Linked DNA regions of Anas platyrhynchos: region 1 is linked to region 2. A link is a contact called in public Hi-C data. All regions are on one chromosome and are shown on one strand. Each heading gives the region's core, a stretch centred on a gene start, on an enhancer-like site or on the middle of the called end of the contact. The rest is flanking DNA. Distances are from core to core; before and after follow the strand shown.

Region 1 (4,161 bases), core at 1,516-4,015, 59 kb after region 2:
GGGCTCCAGTTGGGTCCGGGGAGCTGCTGGTGGCGGCGCTGGGGGGCAAATTGTGGGGCTGGGGGGGGGACAGGGACGCGAGAGCGGCCGGGCGAACGCCACCTCCTCGCGCCGAACTGCATTGGAGCGCGGCGGAGCCACGGGGGACTCGCACCAGGGATGGAGTTGGCCTATTCAGGTTACAGAGACATGGCAGAGCGGAATTTGGCGCCGCGCCATCCCTTCTCCAGCCCCCCCCAACCCCCCCCCCCTCCCCGCTTTCCCTCCCTGCCTCCCTCCTTCCTCCCCTCCCCACCACCACCGCCACCACCACCACCACCACCACCACCCTCCTCTGCAAATTCCTCAGACCAGCAGGAGAGCCAGTGTGTAAGGGGACACCTGGGGGTGGCGGTGGTGGTGGTGAGGTGGGGAGGGGGGGTTGGTTTGGAAAGCCTGGGGGCCGCGGGGGGCCCCCAGCTTCATCCGCCTGCCCCCCGAAAAAGCCCCCCGCTCAGGCTTCCCGGCTGCAAAGCGTCGGGGCAGGATGCGTGCCCGCGCCCTCGGGGCTCGCTTCTGCTCTCTGTCACGCCAGGATAAATCTGGAGTGAGTCCCCGGCGCGCCGGGGCTCGCAGCGAGCACACAATGAGCTCAGACCGCGGCTTTTTGGTCGCTGCTCTCGCAGCAGCCGGCCAAGTGGCTTCGTGCACAAGGCCACCTGGTCGCGGCCGGGGCCAGTTCCTCCCACGGCAAGTAAACAAGCAGGGACCCGGCTGCCTCCACCTGCCCCCGGGCCTCCCTCCCCGGGGCTTTTCGAGGCCGCCGGCGGAGAGACCCCCGCGGGGTGGCCGCAGCCACCCCCCCTTTTGGGGTCCCCGCGGTCCCCGGTGCCCCGCGCGCGTGCCAAAGAAGCGCAAAGGGGGGCTCGGAAACGGGGTGCCAGGGGGGGTGGGTGGAAGGATCCGATAGGCAACCACGTTTTGGGGTATTGGGGGGGGGGACAGAAGCCACAGGCACCCGCCGAGCCCTGCGCAAGGGGAATGCACCGCGGAGAGCACGAGTTGGGGCCAGCACCCCCTCCCCGGTGCCCCCCGCCGCCGGCTCCCCGCGCACCCAGCCGGGTTGCGGGGGGGGGCAGGCTCTGCCCTGGGGGTCAGGGGGTTGGTAAAGGGGGGGGGAGCTCCTGACGCCCCCCAGGGCTGCGAGGATAACCCCAAATTTTGTTGACATGTTCCGTTCCGCCTTCTAGCGGACGGAGCCGGCTCTGACAGCTGTCACTCAGCGCTCGCAGCCCGGGGGGAGCCGGGGGGGGGGGCCGGCCGGGGGAGGCGGCTGAACTCGTGCAAATGGGGCACGGCGGGGGATTTTTTTTCTTGGGGGGGGGAGGGAGGGGAGGAGGGGGCGATCGCCAGGACGCCCCCCCCAGCCCCGTCTCCCCCCTCTCCCCCTCCCTCCTCCCCTCGCCCCCCCTCTCCCCTCCCCAAGTGCCATTAAACTCCTGCAATTTGGCACCAACTCGCCGCGCGCAACTTCGGCGGAGGGGACAGCGGGGGGGGGGCACACACACACACACACACACACACACACACACACACACGGCGGGGAGGGGGGGGGGGGCCGCGCCTCCCTCCCCCTCCACCCTCTCTCTCTACCAACACGCTGGGTGCCCCCCAACAACACCCCCGATCCCTTTCTCCCTCCCTTTCTCCCCCCTTTACCCCTCCGCCTCCCCACCCACGACCCCCCCACCTCCAGCCACGACCCCCCCCCCGGGGTCCCAGCCCCACACAAAGGCAACGGGGGTGGGGAAGAGGAGGAAGGGGGACGGGGACACCCCGGTACTCACCCGCCGGCTGCTGCGCTCCGAGCCCCCCGGAGCCCGCCCGCTTGGGGAGGCTCCTGCCGTCCGCCGGGGCTGCGTCCTGGCCGCCCGCGGGAGTCCCGGAGCCCTCGGCACCGCTCGCCACCTTCAACGAGAGCATTTCCAGCGCCTCCTGCTCACATTCTCCCCAGGCAACTCCGCTCCTGCCAGCCCGCCCCCTCCTCCGTCCCCTGCCTGCTCTTTTCCTCTCGCCTTTCCTCCTTTCCCCTCTTCCCCCCCAGCCCCCCCACCCCTATTTGATTTTTTTTTTTTTTTCGCCCTGTTTTTTTCCTCTCTCCCCCTCTGCCGCTCGGCTATTTTTTTTTTATCCTCCTCTTATTTTTTTCCTCCTCTTTTTTTTTTTTTTTCCTCCGCTTTTTTTTTTTCCCTCCTCTCTCTCCCTCTCTCTCTCTCTCTTTTTTTTTTTTTCAAATTTTTTCTCTCTCCCCCCCCCCCCCCCCCCCCTTCGCCTCGCACACACACAAAAGGCAGCGGAGCGGGAGGCGGAGGGGAACCGACCTCCCCTCTGCGCCTCCGCCGCTCAGCCGCCTGCGGAAAGCAAAGAAAGACACAGCGCAGCAGAGCCCTGGCTTGCTGCTGCCTCCCCCCTTCCTCCTCCTCCTCCTCCTCCTCCTCCTCCTCCTCCTCCACCTCCTCCTCCTCCTCCTCCTCCTCCCTCGCTCTTGCCTTCTGCCGCTCCCGGCTTTGTGGGGGCTGGGAAAGGGGGGAGCGGAGCCGGCGGCGCGGCGCGCCCTGCCCTCTCCGTGCGCGGCGGGGACCGCGGCTCCGCTTCGCTCCGCTGTCAGCGGCACGGCCAGCATCCGGCACCCCGGGGAGCCGTGCAGCACCGCCGGGGCATGCCGGGCCTTGTAGTCCTTCCTTCTCTCCCCCCCCCGCCTTCTCGTTTCTCTTCCCTCCTTCCTTTTTTCCCCCCCCCCCGCCCCTTCTCCTCTCCCCGCTTTTCTCCTCCCCGTCGGCGCGAAGCGGGGAGGGGCGCGCAAGGGGCGCGCATCTCCGCGCTCTGCTTGGGGAGGGGGGATTCAATTTTTTTTTTTTTTTTTTTTTTTGGGGGGGGAGGCATCCACCCGGAGGGTGTTTTGCCCCCCCCCCCCTCCCCAACCCCCCGGGATGCCCACCCCCCCACACAAGTGGGATGCACGGGGCATTGCTGCCCTCTCCCGGGTTGCACCCGCACTGCGCTCCCCGGTAGGATGCGGGGTTTGGGGGGCACGCAGGCAGCCCGCAGACCCCCCCCCCTCCCCGCCCCAATCCTCGGTCCGAATTTCCCCCGTGGCACACCCCCTTGAAGCCACCTAATTAGCCTTTTTTTTTTTTTTTTTTTTTTTTCCACTTAATTATTATTATTTTTTAAGTTAGCCGTGGCTAGGGCCTGGCAGCGCTGGAAACTTCCCCTCTGTTTGCTAACACCCCGCTCCCCCACCCCCAGGGCACGGTGCTGTGCAGGGGTCCCCCCTTGGCTATGTCCCCCTTGGCACAGAGGGGACCCCGGGGGGGCGCAGGTGGTGACCAAAACCACCCAGGACGGTGGTGGCAGGGCGGGGAGATGTCCCCCAGCTGCCATCGTGCCCCGTGACCTCCCTCCTCGTGGCTCCTCGAGCATCCTCAGCGCCTTCCCTCCAAGGCTGCGCCGATGTTAATGCTCCCAGATACAATATAATTAACGCGGATAATGCCGCTGATGTTTGTTGTGACACCGTGGTTTTGTGAGTGACGAGTGAAGGGTTAACTCCAGGGAATTGGGAATATTGCTCGGCTGCTAATAACACGTGAGTCATCGATGAAATAACACATGGGTGCAGGGAGACACGCAGCACCTGGCTTCACAGCAGCCCTCTGCCTCACCGCCGTGCTGCACGTTGGGTTTTCATCTGTGGTCGGGGATCAACAGGCGGCAGGGAGGGAATCGGCGCTCAGGAGACGTGCCGGGCTCCCCAGCTCCGCCGCCAGACTGGGACAAACTGGTTGAACTGGGGTCGGATGGAGAGCTGCCTTCCAGCATGGACGCATCGCCGCGCTTCGTATCCGAAATGCCAGCAGCTGCATCCCTGGGCTCTGCTCACCCCAGCAGGCTCGGATTTGGGAACGGGGTGAGGACGGGGACCCATCTGCATCGCTCCCAGCTCCTGCAAACCCTGCGGAGAGGAGGCCCGGCGCTCCAGCCCGGTCAGCAGAGGAATCTGCACACGCAGACAGGATCGCTGCAATTGCTGGTGGCTGAGTGAGCAACTTTGCAGCCTTCCTCGTCCCCTCGCCCTGAATGTCAGCTTTGAATTTTCTTGCTATTTTTAGGGATGGTTCA
Region 2 (4,260 bases), core at 1,454-3,953:
GGGGACATGGGGGGGGACACAGGGCGTGGGGGGAAAGGGATAGGGCATGGGGGGGGACAGGGGGCATGGGGGGGACACGGGGTTTTGGGGGGACAGGGGTAGGGTATGGGGGGGTCACAGGGCATGGGGGGACACGGGGGGGTCACAGGGCATGGAGGGGGACACGGGGCATGGGGGGACATGGGGGGGCCACAAGATGGAGGGGACATGGGGCATGAAGGGGACATGGCGTGGGGGGAGTATAGGGTGGGGGGGGACAGGGACAGGGCATGGGGGGGGTCACAGGGCATAGGGGGGACATGGACAAGGGGGGGACAGGGACAAGGGGTGGGGGAGACACAGGGCATGGGGGGGACATGGCATGGAGGGGAACATGGCACGGGGGGGGTGTATAGGAGGGGAGCGGACATGGGGTGGGGGGGACATGGGAAATGGGGAGGGGGACATGGCACGGGGGGGGTCACAGGGCATGGGGGGACAGGGACAAGGCGTGGGGGAGACACAGGGCATGGGGGGGACATGGACAAGGGGGGACACGGGGCACGGGGGGGGGACAGGGACAGGGCACCCAGCCGGGCTGTAGCCAGCTGCTCACACTGGTAGCCACGGGGCTGGCACCCTGCGTACCTGTGGGGAATGACAAATTTTGGGGGCCCCACAAAAGGCAGATTTGTGCTCGGATTTTTCATGCTTGGCTCTGGCTGAGGCCGTGGAGGCTCCAAAAAGCCTCCCCCAGCCTCCAGCTTGGCCATGTCCTCCCCGGTCCCCCCCCGGGGTGTGTGGGGACAGCTCGGTGTGGGGCAGGTTGCTGTAGGGCCGAAATCCTCTGCCTGGAGGAGACACCCTCAGGGGGAAAGGGAAGGAGGAGGGAGAACAAAGATCCCCAGTGTCCCAAACACACCCCATCAGCAGCACCTGGGGCATTAAAATCTTCCCTCCCCTGCCCAAATCTTCCCTCCCCTGCCCGATCACCGCCACCAGCGCCGGGCTCTGTTCAGCCAAAAAAAGCTGGAGGCATCTTTGGGTGCTTTGGGGCAAACCCCACTGATTAAATCCCCGTCAATCCTGCGGTTCCCTGGACGGACACCCCCAGCCCTGGGCACCCGGGTATCCACCACCCCCCCTCAGCACACCCTGGCTGAGACAGGTTCGTGATGGTGATGGAAATGACCTTTTTTCACCCGTTTTACGCTGCCCCTCCACGCACAGCATCCCGTGGTGCCCCCCGGCCGTGTCCCCCACCCGCCAGCACCCACCCCTGGGTGCGAGGCGCCGCGGGAGGCTGCGGGAGGCTCCAGGTTTTCCAGGCTGCCAGCCAGCCGTCGCCTTGAAGAAGATCTGCTTCCATCTCAAGGTGTCACAGCCTCAAGGGAACCACCTAATCTGTAGCTGCGCCGCAACCTTTATCTCTTCCCCTGCCTGTGCGAGAGGCTCTGTTTATAGCTGCCGAATAATACCTGCTAAATTGCGGGATCCGGCCCCCCCCTCCCCGCGGCACCCCCCTGACACTTGTTTCTCGGTGAGAGGGCTGCTCTCGCCTGCCAGGTGCTTTTTGTTGGAGGGAAATGCTGCGCAGGCTGCTCCTGCCTCTCCCCCGGGTGGGCTCCGGCTGCATCCGAGCCCCCCTAACCCTAGCGGGGTCCTGCCCCGCGCTGCTGCCCCCTCCAGCTCCCTCCCACCCCTCAGCCTGGGCTCTGCTCCCTGCTAAAATCCGGCAGGTCCAGTCTCAGCCTTCCTCTCCACACCCCGAGGATGGGGACAAGCAGAAATCCTCAACGGGAGGGACAAAAATCACTGCCACCCCAGCCCCGCACGAGGCCGTGACCGCGTCCTTGCCCGGAGGTGCTGGGGGACGGTGGCCAAGCGGCTCTCGAGTCCCCCCCAGGCTGTGCCGGGGAGCCTCGGGTGCCTGTCCCTGGCCGGCTGCCCCCTTCCCTGTCCTTGCCTCCGGCAGCTCTGCCCCCCCGCTGCCCCCCGTGCCTCACAAAATGGCCGAGGAGCGCGGCACGGCGGCTGGCGCGCAGGGAGAGCGGCTCCAGCTGCAGCCCCGCTCCCTGTGGGAAGGCCGCCAGGGCTGGCAGCAACAGAGCTGCGAGGATGCTCCGGGAACGGGCACCCAGCAGCATCCCAAATCCCTGGTTCCTATAAAAGTCACCTCCCTGCTGGTATTGGTGGCAAGCCGGGGTGCGTGGGGCACACGGGGTGCATGGGGTGCCCAGGGCGCACGGGGCACACGAGGAAGTGTGCAGGGTTCCTAGGGCCTGGGGGATGCGTGGGGGGCACTTGGTGTAGGGGGGGCATGAAGGGCTCAGGGGGCACAGGGTGCACAGAGCACGCAGGACGCAGCAGGTGCCCGCAGTGCGCAGGGTACACGGGGTACATGAGGTGCTCCTGGGGTGCAGGGCACATGGGATGCACAGGGTGCCCATGGTGCCCAGGACATGTGGGGTGTCCCTGGTCCCCAGGACACACGGGGTGCCCCTAGAGCCCAGAGCACACGGGGTGCCCATGGTCCCCAGGACACAAAGGACAACCCTGGTGCCCAGGATGCTTTGGGTACCCGTGGCGTGCAGGACACATGGGACACTTGGGGTGCCCATGGTGCCCAGGACGCATGGGGTGCCCGCTGCCCACCGGGGCCCCGGGCCAGCTCGGCGGCGGGCAGTTGCCGCGCCGCTGACATTTACTAATCAGCTCTAACCTCGGCTGCACACCCGCTCGTCTCGCTTGCTGTCTTGTCTCCATGGAGACTCCGCAACCTTTGCTCACTCGTTAATGGTATCTCAGCAAACGAAACTCCAACGCCACCCAGCCTTCCCCTCCCGGCCCCGGCGAGGGGGAGGCTCGCCCACGGGAGACATCCTCCCCGCTCCCCTCCATCCCCGTCCCCTCCCGCAGCCGAGGATAAAAGGGACGAGTCCTTGTTAACGAAGGACCGAGCCAGGCTGGGCCGATCCGGGGGCAAGTTCTGACGGCGGCGCGGGAGGAGGGCGAGCCAGCATCCTCCTCGCCGCGAAAACAAGACCTGGCGATTTTATTGCTGCGGCAGCACCAACGGGCTCCGGCTGCGGGATGCCAGCCAGGAACCGGCTGCGGTGCCCAAATCCCTTCCCGAGGAGGATTTATTTCGTGCAAAGCCCGGGCGGTGGCCGTGCCCGGCGTGTTTGCGTCCCCCGCGCCCTCTCCCCAAACCTCGGGGTGAGCGGGGTGGCCGCGCACCCCCCGGGTGCCTGCTCCGTCCCCGGCGTCCTGCTCTCGCCGGTTCTGTTTTCAAATTAACATGGGAAAGATGCCCATTACCTGCTTCCAGATAATGACTATGATTAGGCAGAGCTCTGCTGCCAGCCGAGATCTGAAGGATTTCTGTGCACTCCAGCAGCGCTTGCCGGTGCAAAAACAAGAGCAATAAAGTGTAAATAAAAGACTAAAGAAAATAGCGTGGTCCATCAGCGGAAGGGTGCGCGGAGGCAGCTCTAATGACAGCCTTTCTGCCGCCGTGTCGCTGGCTGCAGCCCCGCCACGGCCAAGGTGAAATTGGAGAGGGGCTGCCCCACGCCTGCACCCCACGTTTGAACCCGGATCGGCCTCCGGTTGCTCAAAACCGGTGGTGGTGGTGGTGATGGGGTTGGAAAAAGGGGAAAATAAATAACTAGCGATGTGCGCTTGTTTGTGCTGGGCAGGAATAGGTGAGCTGCAATATAATGAGCAAGGCTGGCCTTGGGGGACTCCCGGCCCGGCAGGAAGAGCTGTGGAGAGGAAGGAAAAGGCAGCCCCATCTCCTGAGACCTCTGCGCCAGCGCACAGAGCGCTCCCGGTCGCAGTGCTGCCCTGGGGTGCCCCGTGCCCTGAGGGCTGGGGGGGTTTCTGCCTCCCCAAAAGGATGCCCGCAGCCCTACGGGGCTGGGGCTGGGCAGGGGGTGGCGCACGGAGGGGAGGATGGGCTGGGGCACGGCACCACACAAAGCTGGGCGCACAGCTCGGCTGCGGCATCGTCCCCCTCCTGGCCCCCATCCACAGCCCTCGCTGCCCCGCAGGCTCCCTCGTGTCCCCAAAACACCGTGGCACAACCCAGCCTTCGTCCCCAGGAGGATGAGGATGGGCTGGGACGCATCAAGGGGACCGTGAGATGGGGACGCCCATGGCACGTGGCAGCACCCTGCCCGCCCTGCACCCCGCCGGGGCGGCTCCCCGTGAGTCAGAGGCGGGCAGGGCTGAGCTGGCAGCGGGGCATCGCTCACCGCAGGGCTCAGGGCAAGGAAG

What was found. A called contact is a pair of places that touch in the nucleus more often than the background predicts.
Region 1: a contact with region 2 is called in a Hi-C map of skeletal muscle, with 1.7 times the contacts expected there. The contact joins the promoter of AHDC1 here to the enhancer-like site in region 2. A contact is called at or near these places in 3 of 8 Hi-C or Micro-C datasets (liver, skeletal muscle and subcutaneous adipose tissue).

What each region holds. Positions count from the first base shown.
Region 1 is chr24:4,187,981-4,192,141 of IASCAAS_PekinDuck_T2T, forward strand. AHDC1 (AT-hook DNA binding motif containing 1) reads right to left here and starts at 2,766. Exons shown (of 7, transcript XM_038167196.2): 1 at 2,529-2,766; 2 at 1,827-1,947. LOC119713588 (a long non-coding RNA gene) reads left to right here and starts at 2,969. Exons shown (of 2, transcript XR_005260782.2): 1 at 2,969-4,080; 2 at 4,152-4,161.
Region 2 is chr24:4,128,573-4,132,832 of IASCAAS_PekinDuck_T2T, forward strand. No RefSeq gene overlaps it. Among named protein-coding and RNA genes, the nearest start is that of WASF2, 2.7 kb to the left of the region's middle. Within about 2 kb of position 2,704, at least 1 of the 8 cell types and tissues checked has an H3K27ac peak or open chromatin away from gene starts, as enhancers often do.